2 separate regions of the Oryzias latipes genome follow, and region 2 is linked to region 1. Evidence: chromatin contacts called from public Hi-C data. All regions are on one chromosome and are shown on one strand. Each heading gives the region's core, a stretch centred on a gene start, on an enhancer-like site or on the middle of the called end of the contact. The rest is flanking DNA. Distances are from core to core; before and after follow the strand shown. Region 1 overlaps hectd2 (probable E3 ubiquitin-protein ligase HECTD2). Region 2 holds the start of ppp1r3c (protein phosphatase 1 regulatory subunit 3C).

Region 1 (4,370 bases), core at 1,285-3,784:
CCGTTTTTGCCCTTTTTAGCACATTTTAAATGATTTATGTTTTCTTTATTATTTGGAGTTTTTTTTAAACTGTAGAAAGTCTTTAAACGAGGAAGGACCAAAACATAACGTTTTTTTTCTTTTTTCACTCTTAAATGAGTTAAAAATGTATTCTTACCTTAAAATCTTCTAAAAAAATACTTAATTTCCCACCTAATTGGATTTTTGCAATGGAAACACCCGTTTCATCTAAAAGTACATGAAAATGACATTTGTATCAAGCTATCAGGCTGCCAAATGCAAATGTGGAAACTCCTTTTTTTTTGCAAAGTTTACTATATTTATGGTAGTTACAATTGATAAATAAAAACACAACATCAAGTGTAACTTTGAAAGGTTTGCTTAAATGAGACATATGTAAAACTCAAAGAAATGTATAAGTGGCTTACAATACATTTTTGCCAAAATGAAAAAAGGCATTTTCACAGAAAAATCTATAAATGTATAATAATTTAAACTACTGTCTGTTCTTGAAAATAAGGTGAAAAACTGTCAAATTAAGATGAAAACCAAAAAATGTATATTTGTCGCACACTGAACGTGTTTTTGTCTTTAACCTGTCCTGTGTTCAAACACAGTCACAGAATAAAAATATTGGCTTTTTAAAACCAAGATAAAATGTTTTTTATGCTTTTTTTGCGAGATTTTTCAAAATGATAAAACAAAAATTGAACTCCAAACTCACCATCAAGGCATCAGAGGCACACACACTATGGAAGCCGTGGTAAAAGGCAGCAAACTGTTTATAAATGGACTTATTCAGCAGGAAGTCGACATAGAGCTGGACATACTCTGCAGAAAAAGAAAATAAAAGCATTTTTATTATTCCATTACAAGCTGTCTGCTTGGTTCATTTGCTCTGCAAAAAAACCCCACTGCACCTGAATACTTGCAGGATGGAAAACCTTCATAAATAAAATAAAGGTTTGTACTTTATTTATTTGAAAATAAGAAGGCTTTTAAGCAAGTTTGAATAATATCCAACTTTACTGAAAGAGCTGATATTGCTGTGGTTCGAATGACCACTGCACAGAGGAACCATGGTTTTATTTCCAAAATATGTGCAAGACAAATATTCACAGCTCGGAGAAGAAGCTGGGCTTAAAACTGACTTTTTAGTTCCAAAAAATAAATAAAAATAAATATATAAATCTGGGATGTTATCATTCAAGTTAATATTGGCTCACCTTTTCTGTTCTGCTTGGTGACAGGGATTTTATCTCCTCCAGGCTTCAGGTTGTAGGATTTCATAATGCCCATCTCCTCCTGACTAATCTGGAACACAGAAAACAAAACCTTGACACAGGCACTGATAAAAAAGAAAACTGTTTTAGAATAGACCTTACTTTAAAGTTTCATAGTTACAAAATTACAAATGAGAACGTTTGAGTAGTCAGAGTAATTGACTCGCTAAGCACGTTTTCTAAAACGCAAGTACAACACATGGTGTTCACATTGGGCAACCAGGGATGGGCTTCTTCTTCTTATTCTATTACTTACCACAGATGTTCAGCACCTACATTTGGAAAATGCCAGGTGTGAAATGTCAAAGCAGTGCAAATCTTGCTGCAGACCTTTTCTTTCACAGCTCTATTCCAATTTCAGACTTGTTGTCTTATACTTCCAGCCATACACAAACTGCAATTATATTTTCCTCCATGGTCAATTTTTAATTGGTTGGCACTTTCATGTATTAAAAGGGATGGCATGCATACATCATTTTCAAATCCGGGTCCCTAATTGGTCAAAGTTCAACCTGCTTGAAACTGTCATACCAATCCAAGATGCAGCTTAAAAAAAGAAACCAATTCCAGTCACTGTTTTAACACTCGAGTTCATTTAAATAATGATGGACGACACTCCCAGATTGATTCTGTGTTATATTTAAACATTTCTAAAAAAAACACGCTTTTTTAATTTATACAACACAATTCAAACAAACAAAAAAATTTACCTATGTTTGCTAGGACTTTTTACATTATTCTAAGAATTTCATTGATTAAAACTATCCATGATAGTATGTGTGGCTTAAAAGAAAAGCTGATGTCATGCTGACATTTTTCCATCAAGCTGTAAATGCTTCAGAAAGATAGTTTTGCCCTCTACACATAGAAGCACTTCAAGTCAGTTGATGTGCAGACGACAGGAAGATGAATGGACATAGTAATTACCAAAAAATAGAAAAAGAACCTATGACATATTACTTATTCAGACACAAGGCAATGTGGAAGGTAAGTGACATCTTTACATGAAAATGACTGATGGATTCACCCCAGAACGTTTAAGTTGTTGTTCATTTTAAAGCAATATTTTTAACTAATTTATTAGTTATGTACCCCTTTAAAAACCCTGATTGTTATTGATGCACACCAAGGCAAGAATGCAAAAAACAGAGAAGCAGATTTTATTTTCTAAATAAATGTATGTAGTAATGGAGTTGTGACCGGGCCAAAGCATGTAAAAAAAAAAAATGGGGGCTGCAGATCCACACAGACAGGGCCAGTGTGCTGCAGGTCAGTGGAATATCTGTCACAGAGGTGCAACTGTTGACCCGCCTGTAGCTCTCACCGTGGCTTAAAATAACATCTCCAATGGTGTGCTTAAATAACCCGTCATCCCCAACTCTCCCTATAGAAGCCCACTGCCACATAAACGACTGTATTATGTGCGATTACGAAGCAGGTCTGACGAGCTTCGTTCATGAAACACGCAACGCAATACGAAAGGGCAGCAGTTAAGCACCGCAGCAACTAAGACAAACTGGAAGTGTGTTTTTAATACAAACAGATAAAAGTAAAAAGTCTAGACAAAACAAGGTTTTTGTAGAAATTTGGGCCGGTTTCAGTTACCAAACATATCAAACAAGAAAGCTGAATGTTCCAGTGCTTTCGAATGGGATGCTGGTTAGGTTAGATAGAAGGGCTTTCTTTCCTCCAAGAAGCCAAATTAGAAGCTACCAAGACTTACAAGCATTCAAAGGTGGCTTTGGCTCCTGGCAGCTGACTTCAACTCAACAAAAATGCCAGTCATGCGAAAGGTCACTTATTAAAAGAGAGTTCAATAGAGTGAGTGAGCTCAAAACAGCTGAAGAAAGACTTTCAGGAAGGCCCTTTCTTTCAATTCTGCTTTTAACATATATAAATCAGTGCCAGAAGAGTGAAATGTAAAGGAATGATTATGTAACTATAATATACTTGCTTTTTAAACAGCAGATGACTGAGCATTCAAGATAAAAACCAGCAAAATTCAGACAACAGTATTTAAAGACACAAATTATGGAAAATTCTTTAATATGACTTTTGTATACATAATACTGCCCCGATTTTAAAACTAAAAACAATATTTTAGCTAATCTGACTTCCAGATTGAAGCTTGATTAACAATGAACCCCTAGTGGATATTTGGTTAGTCTGTGTAGAATCTCATCCATCCAGGTTGATTCCATCAAAGTAATAGGTTAAAAAAAGGTCAACTGGACCTGGTTTATGTCATATCCTGTTATAATAGAGAAGTTGTAGCATTTAAAAACTGTACTAACAAATAAATTACCTGACCAGAGCTATTGTCCGTCTCTTTTACAGCTAATGGAGGAAAAAATAAATAAATATATATATATATATATATATATATATATATATTTTGATTGTGGCGCTCCATGTATGCTTTCCCTGCCAGCATCTTACACCCTGCAGTTATGTGCTGGATTGTTTCAGGCGGCTCTTTGCACAGCCTACACCTTGGGTATTGTCTGGAGTGGTAGATCTGAGCCTCTATCGCTCTGGTGCTCAGGGCTTGTTCCTGGGCTGAACACAAGATAAATAGGCACATGGATCAATTCATGAGTAACACACAGAAGGGTATTGGTAGAGACTCCAGAGGAGCCAAACACCAACTCCTGGTCGACAGAACAGTCGCTCAAGACTGCAAGTCACGACACACCAACCTGTGCACAGCCTGGATTGATTACAAGAAGGCCTATGACTCGATGCCACACACATGGATCACTGAATGCTTGGAGCTCTACAACATCAACAGGACTCTAAGAGCCTTCATAGGAAACTCAATGAAGCTGTGGAAAACCACCCTTGAAGCCAATGGGAAGCCACTTGCACAAGTGTCCATCAAATGTGGGATATACCAAGGTGATGCTCTGTCCCCACTGCTGTTCTGCATAGGTCTCAACCCCCTCAGTCAAATAATCACCAAGACTGGCTATGGATACCGACTCAGAAATGGGGCCAACGTCAGTCACCTCCTCTACATGGATGACATCAAGCTATATGCCAAGAGCGAGCGTGACATTGACTCCCTGATCCACACCACCAGGATCT
Region 2 (4,370 bases), core at 1,184-3,683, 64 kb before region 1:
CCCTGTTTCTGATCCCCGGGTAAATGCTTTATTTAATCTCACTGTACTGGACAACTGATTTGTGTGCAGTTTGACTAAAGTGGAAAGTATCAAGAAGAGTATCATGAAATCATAATGACTACAGTGAATTTTCATCGAAAATGAATGAAAAGGATTATTGTTGTGTGGTGCAAACAATTTCCCTAAATTGTTTGGTTGTAGGAAGAATAGCACATCTGCAAGTTCAAAATGCATCACAATGCATGGCATTATGAGCCATCAGATGTACTAATGTCACTACTTTGTTAAGGTTCACTTATTTGCAAATTATAAACAGTTATGGAGATATGAGGTCTGCCTGCAAGCAACAATATAAGTTCTTATTAGTCGGTCTCTGTTCCTACATAATCTAAAACACAAAAAAAACAGTGCTGTACATAAACAGTATCTTTTTTTTTTTTTTTTTGTCAGGGTATGCTGGTTCCAGAGAATGAATGGGAGAAGAGTGGATCCATGACTGAACCTCATCCTGGGATCAATGTCCTGGTATGGGACAGTCCTCTTTTGGGTCCACAAATGTTGGAACTGCAACTTCAAATCAGTAGAGATCCCACATTTGTTTTAATCTGTCCATGTTTTCACTGAATTTTACTCTGCAATAAAGGGTGAATGTTTGCACTTTGTTGTTCTATGACCATCTTTTGTTGTGTAGTATTTAACCAGCTATAAAACCCAGAGAGATGAGGATCTTTTTTGCAAGGGTGACCTGGCCAAGAGGTGTATATGTATATGGTTACAATATAAAATCAATGACATTTGAGTTATTAAAAAAATAAAATTAAGGTCAAGCAAAGTGACTTCGGGCTGAGCAGGGGAGGTGTATTGGGTATCTGTGATTGACAGTGAGATGAACTTGAGGTAATGTAGTCCCACTGCGTGGAACGGAGCAAAGTGATGCCAGTTTCTCCACAAAACCTGTGGAAGTTGATTTTTCTCCTCCACCTTCATATGATCAAAACCGTGTCTGAGTGTTGAAATGAGGCTAGCATGCCATGAAAGCTAAGAGAATAACGTACAAACAATCCCGAGTGAAACATTCATTTTAAATCTCATGACCAGTACAGAGTTCGATGGATTCAATGTCAACTGCATTCAACCACTGTTGCCTTGCTTCCAGGTCCACTGAAAAGTTGCACAAGGCAGTAATTTTTGACAACCGAAGGCAATAAACCGACAAGCCATGCTAGGGCTAACACGCTAACGACCGACTGGTACAGAATCAAACATGGGCGGGGCTTTTGCCACCCGCAGAAGCGTAGAGAAAGTGTAAGGGGCCATTCGATTGGCTAAAAGCGAACCCGCCTGCTTTCCCGATGAGTTTGATTGACAGATTCACTAGCCAATGGTGACATTAGTTGACCCGCTCCGTCAGATGAGTCTCAATATTCACCGTAGAAAAATCTCTCACACACACGGGGAGATTCACAAACGAGAACGGGAGTTTGAATGCACAGTCTGCAGTTCGAATGATCTGTGAGTTCACATCACATGTGTACCTAAAAATCATGTTTGTGAAGCACCTACTGTGTATTTCTGATACATTTATTGTGAATTTCTAAAATGTTTTTGTGAAAAACAGTGTGCACATTTGTGAGAAACACTTATTGTGCATTTGTAAAACATTTAGTGTGCATGTGTGAAACACAATCTGTGTGTTTGTGAAACACAGGGTGTGTATTTCCGAATTTATTTTTCACGTTTGCATAAAATGACATTTGTGAATCGGAGCGTGTGCATTTGTAAAACCGGTTGTGTGCATTTCTGATTATTGAGACTGAATTAACTCCATAGTTTCTGCCAGTAAAGGGATCTATAATCATTAGAAAATGTAACTTTAAGAAAAAAGTGGAGTCAAAGCTGGTTAGTCAAAGAGAAAAAAAAGTATTTGGCAATGCAGTGTTGACATTTGAACCTGGGACAAAGAGGGGCCCCTAGCAATTATGTTGTGAGTACACAAAGTGTTAAAAGACAATGACTTGGGGGGGGGGGGGGGGGGGTTGTAGGGGGTAAATGTTACTTTTTTACGTTTTTTTCTCCCAATTTGGTGTTAAATATTTTTTTAAAAAAAATAAATATTTTAAATATCAGTTTAAAAGATCTTGTCAAAGTCTGTGAAGATTTTTCGGTGCTGCTGGGGTTTTTCTTGGGCATGGGGAAGAAGATGGTCTGCGCCCAGGCAGAGAGACGGCCACTCCAGCAGGGGTCCATCAAGACTCTCCAACAACTAGCTGAGGAATCCCAACCACGACGCAACACGCCCCCTTCTAGCCGGCCGGCGGACGTGTCCTCCTCGAAGCTGATTGGTCGGTGACGAAGCCACTCGCCTTCTGATTTGCTGCTCAGGGAACCACATGATGGGATATGCAAATAGCCCCCGTGAGGCAGTTCAAATCTCAGAGAGAGGAGCCAACGCAGCACTGGAGGACTGAGGAGCGAGAAAGAGGCATATAAAGGGGGGAGTTCCTGCAGCGGGCACTTTAAGACAGAGCTGCTCTGCACATTTCCAACGCAGCTGAAAAGTTTCGAACCATTTCCGCATCTGAGGCGTTTTATTCTTTGTCCCATGAGTGCTGCAAGGTAAGGAGCTGGTGTTCACGTCGAATCCAAACGTGTTACCCTTTATTCGGTAATTACTACAAAATGTTGGAATTTAAGTCTGATTAATTTGAAATTTTGTGGTTTTACTGACTTTTAGTAGCTCTTTTGGTTAAAAAAACTGCACAAAAGTGTCAAAGTTTCCCCAAACTGTTTCCAGAAAGCACCATCTCTAACCTCCCCCTCCTCTCCTTTCTCTCTCCTCCTCCTCCTCCTTCAGTGTGCTCCCGTCTTTCAGTCCATCAGCAATGCCTGGCCCTGTAATGCCTATGGATGTGGCCATGAGATTCTACATTAGCCACTCTCCTCCTCTGCGAGGCTTCCTCAGCCCCTACGATGACCTGCAGAAGGCCAAGAACAGGGCCAACCAGTCCGCCCGCAGGCACAGCCAGCAGCTCTACAAGCCCCTGCGACCGTGCCTGCAGAAGGCAGTTAGTGATGGTAGCTGCGTGGCCTGGAACAAAAGCAAGGCCGGCAAAAAGAGGGTGGTGTTTGCCGACACCAAAGGCATGGCGCTCACCAACATCCACGTCTTCTCCAAGTTCGATGATGAACCGTACCAGATGAAGCAGAAGGATGAGATCACAGAGGAGCTGCAGTTCGACATGACAGACCTGGAAACAGCCACCATGGATTTAAAGATCAGCTCTGTTCGCAGCCTGGCACTTGACTTTAAACAGCCCTCGGCCGACTATCTGGACTTTCGGAACCGCCTGATTCAGAACTCCGTGTGCTTGGAGAACTGCTCCCTGCAGGAACGCTCTCTGACGGGGACCATCAAAGTCAGAAACATTGGGTTTGAGAAGTTGGTGCAAGTGCGCATCACCTACGACTCATGGGCCAGCTACACCGACGTGGACTGCACCTTCCTAAACAACGTCTACAACAGCCAGGACAATGACACCTTTGCGTTTGTCGTGGAGCTGCCATCCTACGTCCCGCCACAAAACCGAGTCGAGTTCTGCATCTGCTTCAAGGTCCAAGGCCAGGCTTTCTGGGACAATAACGATGGCAAGAATTACACCCTCAAACACAATGGCTGGAGCGGCGACAACGTGAGCAGAGCTTCTGAGCCAAAAAGGCTTTCAGAGCACAAAACTGGGGACGGGAAGGTACTTGACCTGGGGTTTGATCAGTTCGGCAGCCCACGCATGTCCAGCGGACTTTTTCCTGGTTGGCAGAGTTGGGGTCACTTTGATAACACCGTGCCTTACTGGTGAAAGCAGCAGGAGGTTCGCCACACCGGCACAAGATCACAGACACTGACAGGGCTCTTAGTGCAAATCCAGCTCTGGGGCTTCAACTCGACTGCCTCTCAGCCAGAAACTAAACTGAAGCGAACAAGCTCTGCTTTCAGAAGCAGAAGTAGTACAAAAAAAAGACAGAAACCTAAGTGTAATATGCTCAACTGACCTACTTTCTGCTGTAACATGGTCGTTCGGCCTGGTAAATGATTGAACAGTGGCTACCAGAGGAGGGATTTTTGGGGTAGGGGGGAAAGAGACCTTTTGTAAAATATTAATGTGCCTTCTTATCATGTCTGCCCACTAAAATACAGACTGATGCATGAGTTGAATATGCACTGACTGCGCTCAATGTGACGTCTGGATATTAGGAAGGAAAAGGAGCTGATTATGTCCTTCATATTGAAGGGAAAGCTAGGGGGTGCATGACAGTAGAATGATTCTCTGTTCAAGGAAATTTAGGTTGATTTCTAATAAAAAAAAATTTTAAAA

The links. Hi-C and Micro-C count contacts between places; a contact is called where the count stands out from the background.
Region 2: a Hi-C map of fibroblasts shows a contact between it and region 1, with 3 times the contacts expected there. The contact joins the promoter of ppp1r3c here to the enhancer-like site in region 1. A contact is called at or near these places in 2 of 5 Hi-C or Micro-C datasets (embryo and fibroblasts).

What each region holds. Positions count from the first base shown.
Region 1 is chr15:14,733,090-14,737,459 of ASM223467v1, reverse strand. It overlaps hectd2 (probable E3 ubiquitin-protein ligase HECTD2), which reads right to left. Exons shown (of 22, transcript XM_011484259.3): 18 at 1,227-1,314; 19 at 725-831. Among protein-coding and RNA genes, the nearest start is that of hectd2, 43 kb to the right of the region's middle. Within about 2 kb of position 2,534, at least 3 of the 8 cell types and tissues checked have an H3K27ac peak or open chromatin away from gene starts, as enhancers often do.
Region 2 is chr15:14,796,937-14,801,306 of ASM223467v1, reverse strand. ppp1r3c (protein phosphatase 1 regulatory subunit 3C) reads left to right here and starts at 2,433. Exons shown (of 2, transcript XM_004084983.4): 1 at 2,433-2,616; 2 at 2,855-4,370. The coding sequence starts at 2,603. The coding sequence ends at 3,854.